Linked DNA regions of Gossypium hirsutum: region 1 is linked to region 2. The links are chromatin contacts, called in public Hi-C maps. All regions are on one chromosome and are shown on one strand. The core of a region is the stretch at or near the end of the contact, and the rest is flanking DNA. Distances in the headings are between cores, read along the strand shown.

Region 1 (4,226 bases), core at 15-2,514, 650 kb before region 2:
TTGTTTTTCTAATATCCTGTCTTTGTAACCTAGAGATAGGAGGCTCAAACATGTAATTTACAAACCAAAACATTTTCAGAAAATCAGCATAAACATCCACCAAAAAATTGCAGCATTTAAGACCAACTCCAAACTTCCCATCAATGATAGATTGTGGATGTTGGGTTTAAAATTAATTTTCACAAAGTCTTCTAAATTGCTTCGTTGCTCACTACATAAACACTTACACGACTACCGTACATTCACACATGTTAAAGCGTATTTAAACTAGACCCACACTCGCCCTGCGCTACTTGAAGCACTTATCTAATCAAATATTTTTTCGATTACATACTCTTTAAGACAGTATTGTCAGATAAAAGAATCAAATTTATCTCAAATACATTTGAAACAAAATCGCCTAAACAAAAAGAAATCTCAATAATTATAAATAAATTAGAACAATAACACGAAATTAACAAGCTAACGTACCAATATCGAACCCCTTTACAGCGAGCGCACCGCGTGGTAGTAGGACAATAACAAACAGCACACTGGTGATAGTTCCGCGAAATAGAAACCGTACCGTATTCAATAGTCGCTTCAAGCTCGACTCTAGCCGCCTCCTCAGAGGCCAAAATCAAGAGCCTCTTTATCTCCGCTTGCCTTGCTACAGAAAACTGCCATTTCCGCCTTACGAAAAAGCCGATCAAAGGAAGGAGGAGGGAGAGCACGAGCACCAGGCTCGGAAACCCTAAATCCCAAATAAAAAGCATTTATCCTGCAGCCAATACCAATAGGCATCCAAAGTAGTCGGCAAATCCTACTCTCCAAATCTCAGCACTAGACATAGATTCCAACGACGTACCCGTCTTGATCGCTTTCGCGATGGAACAAACTCCGGCCGTCGAACATGCAACCGTAGCCGTTGGTGTGGACTGAAACAAGACGGTTGAACTGCACCGTGATCTCGAAAAATAGAATTATTTTATATTTTATAAAAAATAAAAATAAAATAAACAAATCTAAAAGGGAGTGGCAGTGGGAGAAGAATGTCGATATTGCTTGGGTTAGCAAAAAGGTGAAAGTTTAAGCTTCTTGTTGAGCTCGGAGGATTTTCAGACAATAAATTTTTTCCCTTTTTTAGATCGAGATTTTTACAGGGAGAAAGGGAAATAAAAGGAAAATAATATTAAAAAGGGACATTAACTTAGCAAAATAAATATTAAAATATGTTATTAAAAAGGGAAAATTGATGGTCGAGGGGGAAAGGAATTTTGTCTTCAGGTATCGAGAAGCGTGAATTCTTTGGCCATCAAATATTCGAACCAGGGTGGGGGCCACGGGTTGAACCGGCTAACTTCCGGTCTTTTTCATTATTTATTAGCGGGGGTTGTTTTTGATTTGGTAATGGATACTGCGTTTGGACGGTCACAGTAATACGAGGAATCGGACGGTAGAGATTTGTTTTTGATTTGGTGGAGGCCGGAATCTGATGATGATGGTTCACTTACCATAACAATTATTCCTTTTCCAGTCTTTGAGTTTTCCCTCCGCTGGAAATAAACCATTCCACAAGTAATTGCTTTATTTAAACTATTATTATTTTATTTAAATAAAATTATAAATTTATTTAATGAATATGCCCGAATTAACCTTCGCATTTGAATTTCTTCGACTAGAAAATGTTTCCCATGTCTACCGTCACATCATTAATCAATTTTCTTTGTTTACATTAATTGAATAGCAAATAAAATGGTGAAAAGTTAATTTATTTGATTCTTTAATTTTTTTTAAAAATTATTTTTATTTATTTTTTATTTTAAAATTTATGTCAATTGTGAAATTATTTTAAAATAAATAGAAAAATTAATTTTTGTTAATTTTATCGATATGGCATAAATATAGATTACCTTATGAATATCGTGTCATCAATTAATTAATTTTTTAAAATTTAAAAATATTATAAAATTTATTAAAAATATAAGAGTTATTAAAATTATTAAAAAGTATATAGTTTTTTAATTTTTAAAAAATTAATTAATTTCTAATGTGATATACATGCGGACTGTCACATCAACAAAGTTAATGAATGTTATTTTTTTATCCATTTTGATTTAACAAATAATACAAGTTTATGACTTAAAAAAAATTATTAAATGAAAAACTAAAATAATTTTTTTTACAAAGTTGAAGGCTTAAAAAATCATTATATCTAAAAATTTGCTCTTTAAACTACTTTTACCTTTACATTTTATAAAGAAAATGATACTTTTAAATCAAAAATTTTAAATAGTGTAACGATAAAAAAAAGTAATTTTAAATAGTGTAATATATTGATATAAAAAATATATATAGCAATTTTAAATTTTATATAATATAAACTATTAATTGATATTCCAAATTTTATTGCGACTTTTATCTGTACGAAGTTATGATTTTCCTGAATTGGATTACGTTTTCCATAATGTTATTCATAATTATGATAAATAAAAACCAAATTTTGATATATTTTATTATTTAAGTCATTTTTGTAATACATGGGTCATAATACATTTGCAAATTTGGTGGTTAGTTTGTTGGAAAATGACATTGTTGTGAAATAGACTGAAATGGAAATCAAATTTATGACAAAAATGACCCATTTTTCTCTAATCACCTTTTTGACTCTGCTCAGTATTGAAGGGGTCTAATTTGTTGCACCTTGTTTTAGTCAGCGAATTAGAATGTCGGTTTCAAATCCCTACCTATTTACCACAAAAATTTAAAATATGCCCCTATTCGTACATTTAAATTTTAGTTCGTTATATTTTTGAGAATTCAATATTTTTATTTTTTAGATTTTAAAATTTAGATCTAATTTTATATTATTAAAATTTTTCGATAAAATTCATTAGTGTATCATTTTGAAATAATATAAAAATTCATTTCGTAACCATGTTACAAAAAAAAATTAGTGTTGTATTTGATCATAATTTAACATAAATATTTTAACCATCTCAACAATTCGACTTGTATTTTTTAAATCTAAAAAGTAGAAAAGTTAATTTATTCAAAATAAAAGCATGAAGATTAAATTTTAAATGTACAAAGAGTATAGGAACTTGAACATATCATTACCCTTTTATATGTATGTCTATATTTATATTTGTATAAACTTTTTGACAAGTTGGTGTGACGAAATGTATATATCATATATATATTATAAAAGAATAAATACAAATATTTTGGAAACATTTAGGTAGCATTAAGTGCTTTCCCATGTTATGATTTCAATGGAATGTGATTGCCGAGAAAGTTATTTTATAGCATTTGATATACATTGGAAGGTATTGATCAAAATCTTAAGAAAGTTACATTATCACATTTTGTTCACTAAATAGTCTCTTAGTAATGTAATGATAATTTATAAATTTACCCTTCTCAAATAAAGAACAATATTTATATATTTAATTTTTATAATAAACTTTGTTCTTAACAAATATTTGGATTAAATATTTAATAATAAATTGTAATTGATATTTTTATTTTTTTAATTTGTAATGTTAATTGAAAGCAAAATTGTTTCAAATTTGTCCTACTAATATTTTGTGAATATAATAATACACATATAAAATCAAGTATATATAAAACTTGTTTTGAATAAATTAAAAAGAAATATGTATATATAATAATTGTGAAGAATTCATTAAAATAAAATAAAAATCAAGTTGTAGGATAGAGGAAGAAGGCAATAATTTCTTTTTTTTTACATTTATTGATAGACTAATATCTTAAACCAATATAAAATAGAGTTTTTGTCTTAATATTTCTTTTAATTTTTTAATTTATATGGGAAAGTAATTTTTCACATTTTACTATGGAAACCACATTTCCATATTCATAAGAAAGTAATTTTTAAGAAAAATAAATAAAGTGTAACATATTAAACGTTAAAATTACTTTCTAAATGATTAAATTATCTTGAAAATTATTACATTTTCTTAAACCAAACGCTACCTTAATTCTAGACCAATTCTCTTAGTTCCGCTCGTTACCATTTATATTTCTCCAACATTCTAATTATTTGAAATAGAAGAATGGAATACAAATATTTTTGAAAACATTCAGTTCTAGTTGTTTGAAATTTCAATGCTTTGCAATGATTCAAGTCACATCCCTTTTATTTGTTGATTCAATCCTCATTATTCAAAACATTTTATATCTTAGGCTTTGTTTGTTTTAATGTATAAATTTTTTTGGAAAAT
Region 2 (4,134 bases), core at 1,317-3,816:
AACATTTCCATTAAAAAAATTATTTGACTCTTTTAATAGATTAATGACTAAATTTAGCTAAAATAAAAATAAAATTGATATTATATATAAATGTTAATGGTTATATTTATCACTATGCCTATACAAAACAACTATAAGATCTACGTAGTGACATAGTGGTGGCTTAATCACCATTTCATTATTGGAAGTTTTCTTCAAATCATTATCAAGAAAGTTAAGTTGCCAACTACTATTATGAGAAATGCTTACAAATTCAAGAAAAAGGTAGATTAGAGTTTAAAGAAAATGAATACAGTTAGAAAGGTCAAAACCCAAGAATGTCAAGGAACGACAACATTAGCTTTTAAAACCACTAAATAAGCACAGAAAAATATGAAGGCCAAACTACCATGGTTTTGAAGAAAAAAGAATAAATCCAACATCACACAATTTTAGAAGAAAACAATATCACAAAAACGCAAAGAAACGAGGTTCAACTATGGTGTCTTTTGCATCCACTGAAAAATACCAAAATATCACATTGTTGTACATAATATATATTATGTGTAGTATATTTTCAAATAAATAACTTATTATAAAATTTTGTGTTTATATATAAAATATATATTTATATATTCACCAAAATCATCATAATTATATATAATATGGATAGATATACAACTATAAATATATTATGTTATGGGCCAAAATGAAAGTCAAAAATCGGTCAACAACGGTCACTTATTTGAAATTCAATTAATTTCATATTCTTTTTAATTTAGTTGTAAACGCTGGGTTTTGAACCCGTTTAATAATACGGTACATTTTGGGGGGAAGGTTATCAAGGGTAGAGGGACCTATTAATGAAACGAGGAGCTTTGGGCCTGTTATGACAGCTGTGAGAATCTGTTCTCTCTCCTTTTTAACCACTTACCTGACATAGGAGGTGGTTATGAAAAGAATTGGTTTTCCTCGTATTCTCTCTCTCTTCTCTCTCGTGCTCTGTCCTCTCTTCCTACTCTTTTTCTATTAAATTCTCTTTCTGAATTTTTCGACGGTAACAAGGGCATCAAAGCTGCAGTAATTCTGATGGTCGGTGACAAAATTACGACGAGGTTGCAAAAGGACATGGGGCTTATGCAATAGGATCTTTCTCAATTGCAAATCAACCTAGCAAAGGTTGATGCTCGAATAGACTCTCGTCTCAAGGAGTTTCATGAGGAGATAAAAGGGGACATTCGAGCCGAGCTTCAAAATGTTTTTGAGCAGTACATAGGGCATGTGCCAACAACTGCTCATGGTTCATCTGCAGACAAAGGTAAAGGGATACTTCGTGATACACCTCAACAATTTCCACCAAATTAATACCTATTGTTATCTCCTATGGTTGAATCTGGCCATTTGGGCGAGGGTTAGTACGTTGGACTCAGCGGGAAGAAATTTCAAGTTTGAGTGCCCACGTTTTGATGGTAGGGATTTCAGAGGATTGTAGTCTAGCTAGAACAGTTAAATTGTTATTCCATGAATCTAGAGATCGTAAAAGTTCAAAATACCAATGTCGAAAGGCTCAAAGGATTAAATGGAAACAATTACAGACGATTGAAGACTTATTCCCAATTGACAATAGCAAAAATTGCATATTAGCTATCTACTCCATATTGGAGTGATACATCACAAATGGACTTAAAAGACTGTATTCCTAAATGACGAGTTGGATGAAGGAATCTATATTGATCAACTCGAAAATTACTGAATTCTTAGTCAAAAGAATAAGGAACGTAAACTACATAAATTTCTTTATAATCTTAACAAAACTTGTAGCTTATAATCAAATAAGTGAAAAAAACATTATGCATACTTTTGATGAGCTTGCCTAAGCAAGCAGAAAAGTCAAATGCTACTTCTTATGGGTTAACTAATAAAATCCTAAAGTACTCACTATATACAAGATGCAGCGCATAGCCTTCTAATGCATTATCTTTCAGATATAAGACTAACTTTGTGGTGAGAAAATATTACTTTACGTTTTACTTTCATTTTAAAAGTTGTAGTCTTGGCTATTTTACTATATATCAATCTATTTTATTATATATCAATTAAAGAACGAGACATAACCTAGAGTTTTATTTGAAATAAGTAAAGAATTGTTATATATAATATACAGTGTATTTTCAAATAAATAACTTACCTAAAAAATGTGCAGAGACAATTGTATTGTTCAGTTGTTTAGAGCACTCATGTGATAAGCAGGAAGCCTTGAGTTCGACTTTCAATAAGAATAAAAATATTCATTTTTTTAACAAAATATATAGCATATACAATAAAAATATATTATTCATATGTGAAAGGGAAAGAGAGATTATACCATTATTTCAAATGACATCAATTTTTTAAATTATTTATTAGACATTTCCTTTTTAGCCAAATACATATAAGGGTTTGGTGATAACAAATTTGAATAACCATATCTACTTCATAAACTTCCAAACATTAACAGCATGTTTGGTTGGCTGTATTATCTATGCATTACAGCTCAATTCAGTGGACCCATTATTAAACTATTGCTTGGTTGGGTGTAATAAGCTTTTACAGCTCTATTCCATACAGGCTTATTCAGGGCAAAAATGCTGTTTAGCATTCGGTGATCTCCCCACAAAATGACGATTCAGGAAATGGGTGGGTAAGAAATTAGTTAAAGCTTTCAATTTTACCCTCACCATTATCCTTTCTTTCACGCGTCTGAAATATTTTCCTTTCTTTTTCATGCTTCTTCCTTCCACTGTAATATCAACAAATTCCCAATTTATCAATTTAAACCTTTTTTTTATCCCATTTCCTCCGAACCCAGTCTGTATTTTCTCTTCTTATTCAACTCTTTCTCTCTTCAATATATTGCCATCCCACTTGCAGCTAACTAGAATCATTCCTTCACCAAACGACTCTTCCTTTGAAACCTGAAAATCCCTTCTTCTTCTTTTTGGCTTAAACAAGTTTCGATCTTCTTTTTTTTTTTTAATTATTGATTTATTCTTATTGATAAAAATGGCACTTGAATCCTCAATTTTCAGTCGACCTATTTTTATTTATTCAACAAATTCCTCATCTTTCATGTTTTTTAATCGAAATTTGAAGAACCAATCAAAGTTTTTACCTAAAACCAATCACTACCCAGCTCCTGTTATATCCACCTGTTCAAACCCCCAAGCTTTCAAAGCTTTTGGATTCCCTAAAAATGGTAGTTTTGGTCACGTGGGATCGTTGAAGGAAGAAAATAAAGGTGTGAGGAATGATAAAAAATGGTTTTGGTGAAAAGGGGTATTTTGGTGGCAATGGTTTGTGATGTATTGGTGTTTGGATGCAAAAGAGTTTTTCCTGTAGACGGAGTGGCTAATGCTGGTTATGGAGTTATTGGGCAGTGCATATTGTTGTTGAGGAATGCTTGGCCTAAGGCATCTATGATTCTTAAAGTGTTTAAGGAACAAGATCTGGTTTTGACAATTTTTTTGGGTCTTTCAGCTTTCTTCTCGATGGCAGAGACTGCTATAACTACATTATGGCCTTGGAAGGTAATGATTTCTTTGACCCTAGGTTTGATAGCTTTTATACTTATAAATGCATATTTGTTGTTATGGAAATTAACATGAATAGGATATGGATTGTTGCAAGTTGAAAAGAATGTAGATGCTTTAGTCAGTTTATAAATACCATCTTATGTTACCAACTCTTTATGCCTGTGTTTGACACATATATGGACACAAATATGTAGTATCATTGTTCAAATATATGGAAAAACTTCGAAAAAAATGAGTATACCTATACTCATATCCAATGCTCACTTATCTTAGTATTATAGATTTTGTCTTTTGATTTTCATTTTTGTGACTGTTATGCAGATTCCTTGTTGATTTGAGATATCTGGCTTAAGTTAATATAAGATTAAATTTTGGTTTGCCATGTGAACATTCTATATGAACTCCATTGCTTATTATTAGTTTATCATGGTTGAATTTGGATGATAATCATCTCTTCTAGATATGAGCTTAATCATTGTAACTTATAAAAGGAAGCAAACTGTTAATGGTGAGAAACAAAGGAAGAAAGATAGATGGAACCACCTTAGAGTGAAAAGGGAGAAGAAAGGTGAGTGAAAGAAGG

The links. A called contact is a pair of places that touch in the nucleus more often than the background predicts.
Region 1: a Hi-C map of leaf shows a contact between it and region 2, with 2.2 times the contacts expected there. The contact joins the promoter of LOC107951413 here to the promoter of LOC107951113 in region 2. A contact is called at or near these places in 2 of 34 Hi-C or Micro-C datasets (both in leaf).

Annotation. Positions count from the first base shown.
Region 1 is chrA02:18,416,745-18,420,970 of Gossypium_hirsutum_v2.1, reverse strand. It overlaps LOC107951413 (ubiquitin carboxyl-terminal hydrolase 16), which reads right to left and starts at 1,264. Exons shown (of 11, transcript XM_041083447.1): 1 at 472-1,264. The coding sequence starts at 755.
Region 2 is chrA02:17,766,944-17,771,077 of Gossypium_hirsutum_v2.1, reverse strand. It overlaps LOC107951113 (putative DUF21 domain-containing protein At3g13070, chloroplastic), which reads left to right and starts at 2,566. Exons shown (of 2, transcript XM_016886046.2): 1 at 2,566-3,545. The coding sequence starts at 3,276.